2 separate regions of the Mus musculus genome follow, and region 1 is linked to region 2. A link is a contact called in public ChIA-PET data. All regions are on one chromosome and are shown on one strand. The core of a region is the stretch at or near the end of the contact, and the rest is flanking DNA. Distances in the headings are between cores, read along the strand shown.

Region 1 (4,289 bases), core at 762-3,261, 170 kb before region 2:
TCTTCAGCAATCCTCATGCTTCAGACAACTTCAATATCATCTGCTCTAGGAGGGTACCCTGATCTGTCGTTTAAAACAGAACATTTGAGCCATGCATGCACCCATCTCTGGAGATGCTGCAGGACAGTGGGGGTCTATCTGTCCTCTGAATCCTCTGCTGTGTGGTAGGGTAGAGTTTCTGGCATAACACTGAGGCTCAGCTTATCCCTGCGGGCAGCTGTGCCTTTGTAACATGAGTGAGAACACCTCCAATAGGATGGCATGAAGAGTGCTTGTGAGAAACACACACACACACACACACACACACACACACACACACTCACTCACAGACATACAGATACACATACAGACACACACTCAGATTCAGATATACACACACATACACCCACAGATATACCCACAGACACACTCACCACACATAAAGATACACACATACAAACACACCTACACACAGACACACATAGACATGCACAGACATACAATACTGACAGACAGACAGACAGACAGACACACACCAGCCATCCCCCCCCAACCTCCCCATCACTAAGCTCCTTGCCAGTTCTCATCCTAATAAGAGGAAGTGTTAGCCCAGGGAGCCGCTTGGGAAGGAAGCCTTTGAAATGGAAATGTTATGACAAAATGATGGATTGTTTTCCTGGGGCTGTGCAGCTTGTTTCTTTCCAGTGGCAGAAGGGAAAACAGAACAGACAGGAATGGCAGGGACTGCCCCATGGCAGAGTCCAGAATGGCATGGCTCAGTGATAACCACACTGAGAGCCGGAAGTGAGGACTTGGGGAAGGTGAGGGCAGCTGAGGGATGAAGCCTGGCTGCTGTCACTTAGCTCTGCTCATCCCTGAGGGCACAGCATGCAGCAACTGTGGGAAGAGCACAGTACCAACACCAAGAGGGACATCAGGACTGTCCATCTGCCTGTGTGTACCCAGACTCACACAGCTTGCCTCTGCCATCTCTGCTGTCCTGAGGCGTGCTGTGTTCCTCGCCTTCTCTACCTTCACGTGCGCCTCAACCTTCGTGCCAGCTTGAGCATCACCTCCTCTGAGAAGGAACTTGTTAGTCCCAAACCCTCTTTTACTAAATGGCAGGAATAACTGATGGCTGAGTCCTACCCCTAAGTTGTCACTTGTCATTTTAGAATGGGACACACTGCTCTAGGCACTGTGTCCATTAGTAAGCACAGAGAAAGGACCTCCTATGTGGTCTCTTTTGTAGACACACAGACATATGAATGCATCTGGAAGCAAAGCTCCTTATCTAGTGTTTTCCTGGAATGCACAAGGTCCTGGCTTCGATTCTCAGTGCTGCAAATTAGACAAAAGAAAACACCCCAAATCAAGCAAGCAGGAAGTGCATGTGGTTATTGGTGTGTTTTATAAAAAGATAAGGGAGAGAAGGAATACATTTGGTGAAGGTACAGTCAGGTGTGGGGAAGGGGGTGCCTCTGTTGGCCCATCCTTTTCCCCTGAGGGACAAGCCACACATTGTTGGTATAGTATAGAATAGAGTTGATTTAGGGCATGACATGGGGAGGGGAATTGAGGGAGTAGAGACAGAGAAAGGCAGAGAGAGAAAGGGAGGGAGAGAGAGGGGGGGGAGAGGTGCGTTGGCCATGAGCACATGGGGGGATGGAGAGAGAGAGGGAACAGGAGTAAGGGAACAGAGAAAGAGTAAGAGAGCAGGAGGAGTGAGAGAGGAGGAGGAGGAGGAGGCTAGCAGCCCCTTTTATAGTGAGTCAGACACACTATAGTTGCCAGGCAACTGTGGGGCAGAGCCTAGACTAAAGGCCAACAGTTATCAGTGGGTTTGAGTGGAGAGTTTGAACAAGACTAAGAATATTGAGCTTGAAAGTGAGGCCAGAAAGGCAGGGTCAATGAGAACGCAAAGATATGAAAAAGATATGGGCAAAGATATGAAAGAATGTTAGCAGTGCACTAGGAGGGAGAGAACCTGTGGGTTGTTCAGTGTCAAACCAGAGTCAAATGCTAACTGAAGTGCTCATTAACATATCAAAGCAGACACGGGTTCTCCCAGCATCCCTCAGTCCCTACTTGCTACAGGGTATGACTAGTATCCCCTGTCCCCTACCCTAAACTCTTTCAGCCCAGGGCTTCCCGAGCTGCCCTTCCCTATATGATCTAACCAGTTTGGCTACCTGGCCCTTCCCTTTCATCCCCTGGCCTCTTGGTCTGGTTCTCCCTTCTCACATAGCTCAGGATCATGTCCACTCAGGACTCTCTTAAATGTCCCTGCTTCTGGCTACTCTCGCCCTTTATCTACAGTGAGGTTTTCCCTTCACCATACCTAGGAGCAGCCATGCCTTTTTTATTTTATTTTTCATTCATGGGTAAACATGAATACACTATTTATTTTTCATATTTTCTGGCTTTCTAATGAAAGATGAGTCATTTCCAACTCTTTATAGCGTTTAGCGTTGGCATAGAATTGTTCTGTATTAATGTGCTTAATGTTGAGTGAATAAACAAACACAGGATCTTCAATTTTCCAGCCCAGGAGGCAGCTCTAGTCCTGGAGCGCCCTCTAGTGACCAGACCAACTTAGAGCATCTTGTTTATACCTTGGGACATTCTTGGCCACTTCAGGTGACTTTGGGGGCAGTGGTCAAGTAGACAATAGAGTTGACTGTCTCCCTCATGCAAAGCATAGTGGCAGCTTCTTCAGGACACAGATAAAAAAGGAGTCCCAGTCTTCGACCCCATAACTCCAGATATCTCTGATTAGCTTTTCTTTCTGTTTTTGGTCTCCAGAGTCCTGTCTCTCCAATCTTTCTGGAATGTTGTGATACTGGGTTTGTGTGCTGAGCTGAGCTGTCCGGGGAGAATGTGTCTACTGTGTGTGTCTTAAGGGATTCAGGGCAGCACTGGTCTTCCAGGTCAGCAGGGAATCCTGCCCCACCCCTCCTCAGCATTTACAGTGCTAGCATCTGACCCACGAGATCCTATGGGGATTTGGGGCTGGTGCCAAGGCTGGGCTTGAATGAGATGGGTGTCTTAGGATTTTCATGGTCGTGAAGAGATACCATGACCCTGGCAACTCTTATAAAACAAAACATTTAATTGGGGCTGACTTACATTTCAGAGGTTTAGTCTATTATGGCGGGAAGCATGGCAGCGTCTAGGCAGATATGGTGCTGGAGAAGAATCTGGGAGTTCTACATCTTGATCTGAAGGCAGCCAGGAGGAGACTGGCCCAACACTGGTCAGAGATTGATCACCAAAGACCTCAAAGCCTGCCCCCACAGTGACACAATTCTGCCAACAAGTCCATGCCTACTCCAACAAGGCCACACCTCCTCATAGTGCCACACCTCATGGACTAGGCATTCAAACACATGAGTCTATGGGATCCAAACATTCTAACCACCACAATGGGAAAACTCATTTCCCTCTTCTCTTTGGTAGAGTTTCACTTCTCTTTTGAGGACTGTGGTGGCCTTGGAAGTCTCCTCTGGTATGGGAGATGCAGTCTCCAATAGCCATGGTTGAAGCTTTACCCCTGGGTTCCAAGTTCAGGCCATGACACTTGAGAACCTTCTTCTTTCCTAGGACTCTGCTTAGCATCTGGACTAGAGTAACTGTGCCATTAGAGCTTTCTTCCTAAGGCGCATGAGAGGGAACAGGAGTCTGCAGATAAGCCTGTGTGCTTCTCTGGCAGTGTTCTGTAGGGTCAGTCATACCTCCTGCAGCTTTGAACTGGTGCTAGGACAATATGAAAGTAATGTCTTCCCCTGTGACCTCCAACCACAGCCACAGTCTCCATCCCAGATCTCAGGGACACAGATCTCAGCGCATGTTCTCCACGTGTGAGGACAATAAGTAAATAATAGAGAAAAGTGTTTTCCTGAGTCCACAGGATGCCCAGAAGTCCTCCGCACAGCCAACAGAGACAAATGAGATTAGAAATCTGGACTCTAAAGAAATTGTCTTTCGCCAGAGTCAGAGGAACTGGACATAAGACTCCACATGGACATGCCCATCACTGGATGCCAGCCTGGCTGTAGATCTGAACCAGCCTTGTAGGATTTATTTGGATTCAAGAGGGACAAGAAGAGCTTCTGTAGCTTGCAAGTCAATCCCTGTGGAGTCTAGTGGGTGTTTGCACATATGTCTCCTGGACAATTTTTTCTGTCAAGTCCTGCATCCTAGAAGAGATGTTTGCTTGGAGTGACATCCTACAAGAGCTGGCAGCAAATAGAAGAGGTGGCTCAACAAGGCACCGATTCTGAAGTTGGGCTGCAAAGAGCCTGAGATTC
Region 2 (3,762 bases), core at 995-3,494:
GTCAGGAGCTTCATTTAGGTTCCGCCTCCTTTACTTAGTAAAGAAACAACTATCTTTTGATTTTGAGGTTAAACAGTTACTCTGACTCTATAGTTTCACTTCCTCTCAGGATGTGGCTGTAGGGCTCACACAAAAAAACCACGCTTAATGTAAGTTTGTTGGTCACAAAATTAAGAGACAGGGAGAGAGAGAAAAAAAGAGCTGAGAGAATGCAGCCCACTTGCAAAAACAGGCACCTGTTTCAGTATGAAGCAATAGGGAGAATGAAGTGTGCTTCCTCACTTCTTGTACTTTCCTTGATGAGTGGTCTGGAAATGTATAAATCAAGGGCATACACAGACCAAGGGGGCATGTTCCACACAATACTGGGCACAGAATTGGCAACCGTATCATATATTAGACATCAGTGAATATCTTCTTGATGTTGACACAGGAGTTGGGGTTATTGTTCGTGGTGCAAGTGGCTGTGGAGTTGCCCGTTTTGAAGGGGGTCTGCGGGAAGGCGCTGTGGTTCATACCCCCCTCTTCGATCACCATATACTCCGACTTACTCAGAGTGGAGTTACTCCGGGCTTTTCGGAGCTCCTCGGCTGAAGAGGAGAGGTGCTGGCAACTGCCCACGTGCATGTACTGGGCTTGCTCTTCCCCTTCTGTCTCCCGGTGGTAGAAGTAGTTGAAGTTGGAAACAATCACAGGAACTGGCAATGCAATGGTCAAGACACCTGCGATGGCACAAAGAGAGCCCACAATCTTGCCTCCTATGGTCACTGGGTGCATATCACCATAACCAACAGTTGTCATGGTTACTACTGCCCACCAGAAGGCATCCGGGATACTGTTAAAACCCGAAGAAGGGTCGTCTGCCTCAGCAAAGTAGACTGCACTGGAGAAAAGGATGACCCCAATGAAGAGGAAGAATATGAGCAGCCCCAGCTCCCGCATGGAAGCCTTCAGCGTCTGTCCTAGGATCTGCAGCCCCTTAGAATGGCGGGAGAGCTTGAAGATGCGGAAAACCCTTACTAGGCGGATGACTCTCAGGATGGCCAGCGACATGGCCTGCTGCCCATTACCTTGTCGTTCAGCCAGCTCAGTGCCCAGAGTGATAAAATAAGGAATGATGGCCACAATGTCTATCAAGTTCATGATATTTCTGGAGAAGGTGGCTTTACTGGGGCAAGCAAAGAACCGCACCAGAAGCTCAAAGGAGAACCAGATGATGCACAAGGTCTCCACCACGAAGAAGGGGTCCGAGAAGCTGGAGGCTCCAGAAGGGGCCCCCGACGTGCTGTTGTTGGCAGCCTCAAACACGTCCTGCGACGGGGAGGCGGGATAGTCTTTCTCATCGCGAAACTCGGGAAGCGTCTCCAAGCAGAAGATGACAATGGAGATGAGAATGACCAGCACTGACACAATGGCAATGCCCCGGGCCGGCCCGGAGCTCTCCGGATATTCGAAGAGCAGCCACACCTGGCGCTGGAAGTCACGGCGGGGCAGGGGTCGCTCCTCCTCCCGCAGGAAGCCCTCATCCTCACGGAACTTTTCCATGGCCTCCTCACCCAGCTGGTAAAAGCGGATCTCCTCGGAGAAGATGTCGATGGGCACGTTGACCGGCCGGCGAATGCGGCCCCCGGACTGGTAGTAGTAGAGGATGGCGTCGAAGCTGGGTCGGTTGCGGTCGAAGAAGTACTCATTGCGGAGTGGGTCAAAGTACCGCATGCGCCGCTTGGGGTCGCCCAGCAGTGTCTCGGGGAACTGGCAGAGGGTCTTGAGCTGCGTCTCGAAGCGCAGCCCAGAGATGTTGATGACCACACGCTCGCCGCAGCAATCTTGCTCGCCCGCGGCGGGCAGCGCGGGTGGCAGTGGCTCGTAGCGGTCGCAGCCGCCACCGCCGCCGCCACTGCCACAGCCTCCCTGAGGCGGGTCCCCGCCACCGCCTCCCGCCGCCTCTGGCTCCAGCAGGTGGTCCCCGGGCACCACGGTCATGTCTGGCGGCAGCTCGGCGTGGCCGGGGCTCTGCAGGATGCGCGCGCCGCCTCCTGCGGGGTCCGGTGCAGGGTGGGCGCGGTGATGGGTGGAGGGCTGCGGCGGTCGAGCGCGGGAGGCGGCGGTGCTTTCCTTCCCTGCTGGCGGCTGCCGGCCCGAGTCGCTCCTCCTGGAGCTCCCCGCCCCACCGCCGCCTCTGCCCTACGAGCCCGGCCCCGCCGCCTGTTGCTGCGGCTGCCGCGAGGCTCTGTCTGGGCTGGCGCGGCCCGCGGGGCTGCACGGTCCAGACGCCTCCTCCTCCCTCCTCCGCACCCCTCCCCGCGGGGCGCGCGCCCGCCTCTCTGCCACCGCCCCCGGGTTTCCCGCCCACCGCGCGCGCGCGCTCCGCTTCCCGCTTGCCACCCTTGTTCCTCGACCTTCTTTGTCACTGGATCGCCGCCAACTTGCACCCCACTCCCCAGACTCCGCGGAACCCCTACCCAGCCACGCTGGCCTTGGAGGAACCCGGCCGCCTGACCTCGTTCCTGGGCTCTGCTTGCTCGCTCCTGGTCAGCGCGCGTTCCCTTCCCGCGCGTGGTCGAGACCTAATCTCAGGGCTGTTATACCCACGCAAGGACCACACCTCATCCCTCGAAGGGAGGCCTCCTGGCCCTTGACACTTTGCCAAGAAGGGCAAGTTCCACTAGAGTAGGTAACAAAAAGTCCCAAGCAAAGGAGGCATCCAGGCATCCAGACCCTGAATGTCTTGGGAGGAGGGGCTGCAGGCTAGGTTGTCTGGGCTAGTGCAGGATAGGATAGTCTGGGGCCAGCATCCGGATTTAGAGGGGTAGAATAATGCTAAAACCTGGGTGTTGGTGCAGTAAACGATATTTTTGGACAGGAAGCAATGGGTTAATGGGTAACATGGGGTCTCAAGTCTTCCCAGCAGTCTAAAAAGAGGGTCCTTAAAGGCATCTGGAGACCTCATTTTTATAATGGTTAGCTCAGTGCGGGCAGAATCAGGGGCAAGTTTCTGGTTGGGATTAGTGAGGGCAGTGGAAAAAAATAAGAGGGAATGGTAAAGAAAATTCACCACACCTTACTGTGTGACGAACAGGCCCAATACCTAGCGTTTAATTAACACAATGATACCTGCCCTTGCAGTAGGGAACTCGAGAAAGTGTATTTTAGCTGTTAATGTGGGAAAGCCTTCATTTTGCAGATTGTGCCTCTCTTGCTTGATATGGGCCTACAGAAAATATTATCTCCCTTAAACTGTTTCTCTAAATTGTGCTGGTTGCTTTAAACATAATTTCTGTTCCCAGACATTTAGCTACCCCAAGTATAAGTACCAGAGTTACAAAATTCTGTTACCCCCTTGAATCATTGCAATCGTTTGCAAAAGAGGAACTATTGTCTAGACATTCACTCATTCCATGAAGTTAGCTGAAAATTCAGTTTGATGTAAGAGTGATCTGTCGTCATGTTTTTCTTACCCCCTCTCCCAACTACTAAACTATGATAAAGAGGGCTTGCCCAACTTCTGTTGTTAGCAACTTGGAAATCCTGGGATCTCAGCATTTGTTTGTTGTACTGAATTCTGCAACAAGTGATGCTTTGTATTTATTTCTGTCTGCTCTGGGGAGATATTTCTTCTTTTGAGTTCAGGACCCTATTGTGATTCCTGGGCTGGGGAGCGAGGGAGAGCTGAGCCAGCAGTCCAATCACCCTACAAGTTTCTAGAGCAGCATTTGGGGGTGTAACAAGCACCAGGTTTTCGTTTGTTTGTTTGTTTGTTTG

Evidence for each region. ChIA-PET counts read pairs in DNA pulled down with a chosen protein or histone mark.
Region 1: a contact with region 2 is called in an RNA polymerase II ChIA-PET map of memory CD8 T cells, with 93 read pairs. The contact joins the enhancer-like site here to the promoter of Kcna3 in region 2. A contact is called at or near these places in 2 of 39 promoter capture datasets (embryonic stem cells and hippocampal neurons), 1 of 484 Hi-C or Micro-C datasets (cerebellum) and 3 of 115 datasets of contacts at active chromatin or transcription factors (the SCID.adh cell line, forebrain and memory CD8 T cells).

Annotation. Positions count from the first base shown.
Region 1 is chr3:107,204,458-107,208,746 of GRCm38.p6, reverse strand. No RefSeq gene overlaps it. Among named protein-coding and RNA genes, the nearest start is that of Cym, 15 kb to the left of the region's middle. Within about 2 kb of position 2,011, at least 21 of the 459 cell types and tissues checked have an H3K27ac peak or open chromatin away from gene starts, as enhancers often do. A contact at or near this core is called in memory CD8 T cells, where this site is marked.
Region 2 is chr3:107,034,644-107,038,405 of GRCm38.p6, reverse strand. It overlaps Kcna3 (potassium voltage-gated channel, shaker-related subfamily, member 3), which reads right to left and starts at 2,244. Exons shown (of 1, transcript NM_008418.2): 1 at 277-2,244. The coding sequence starts at 1,983. The coding sequence ends at 397.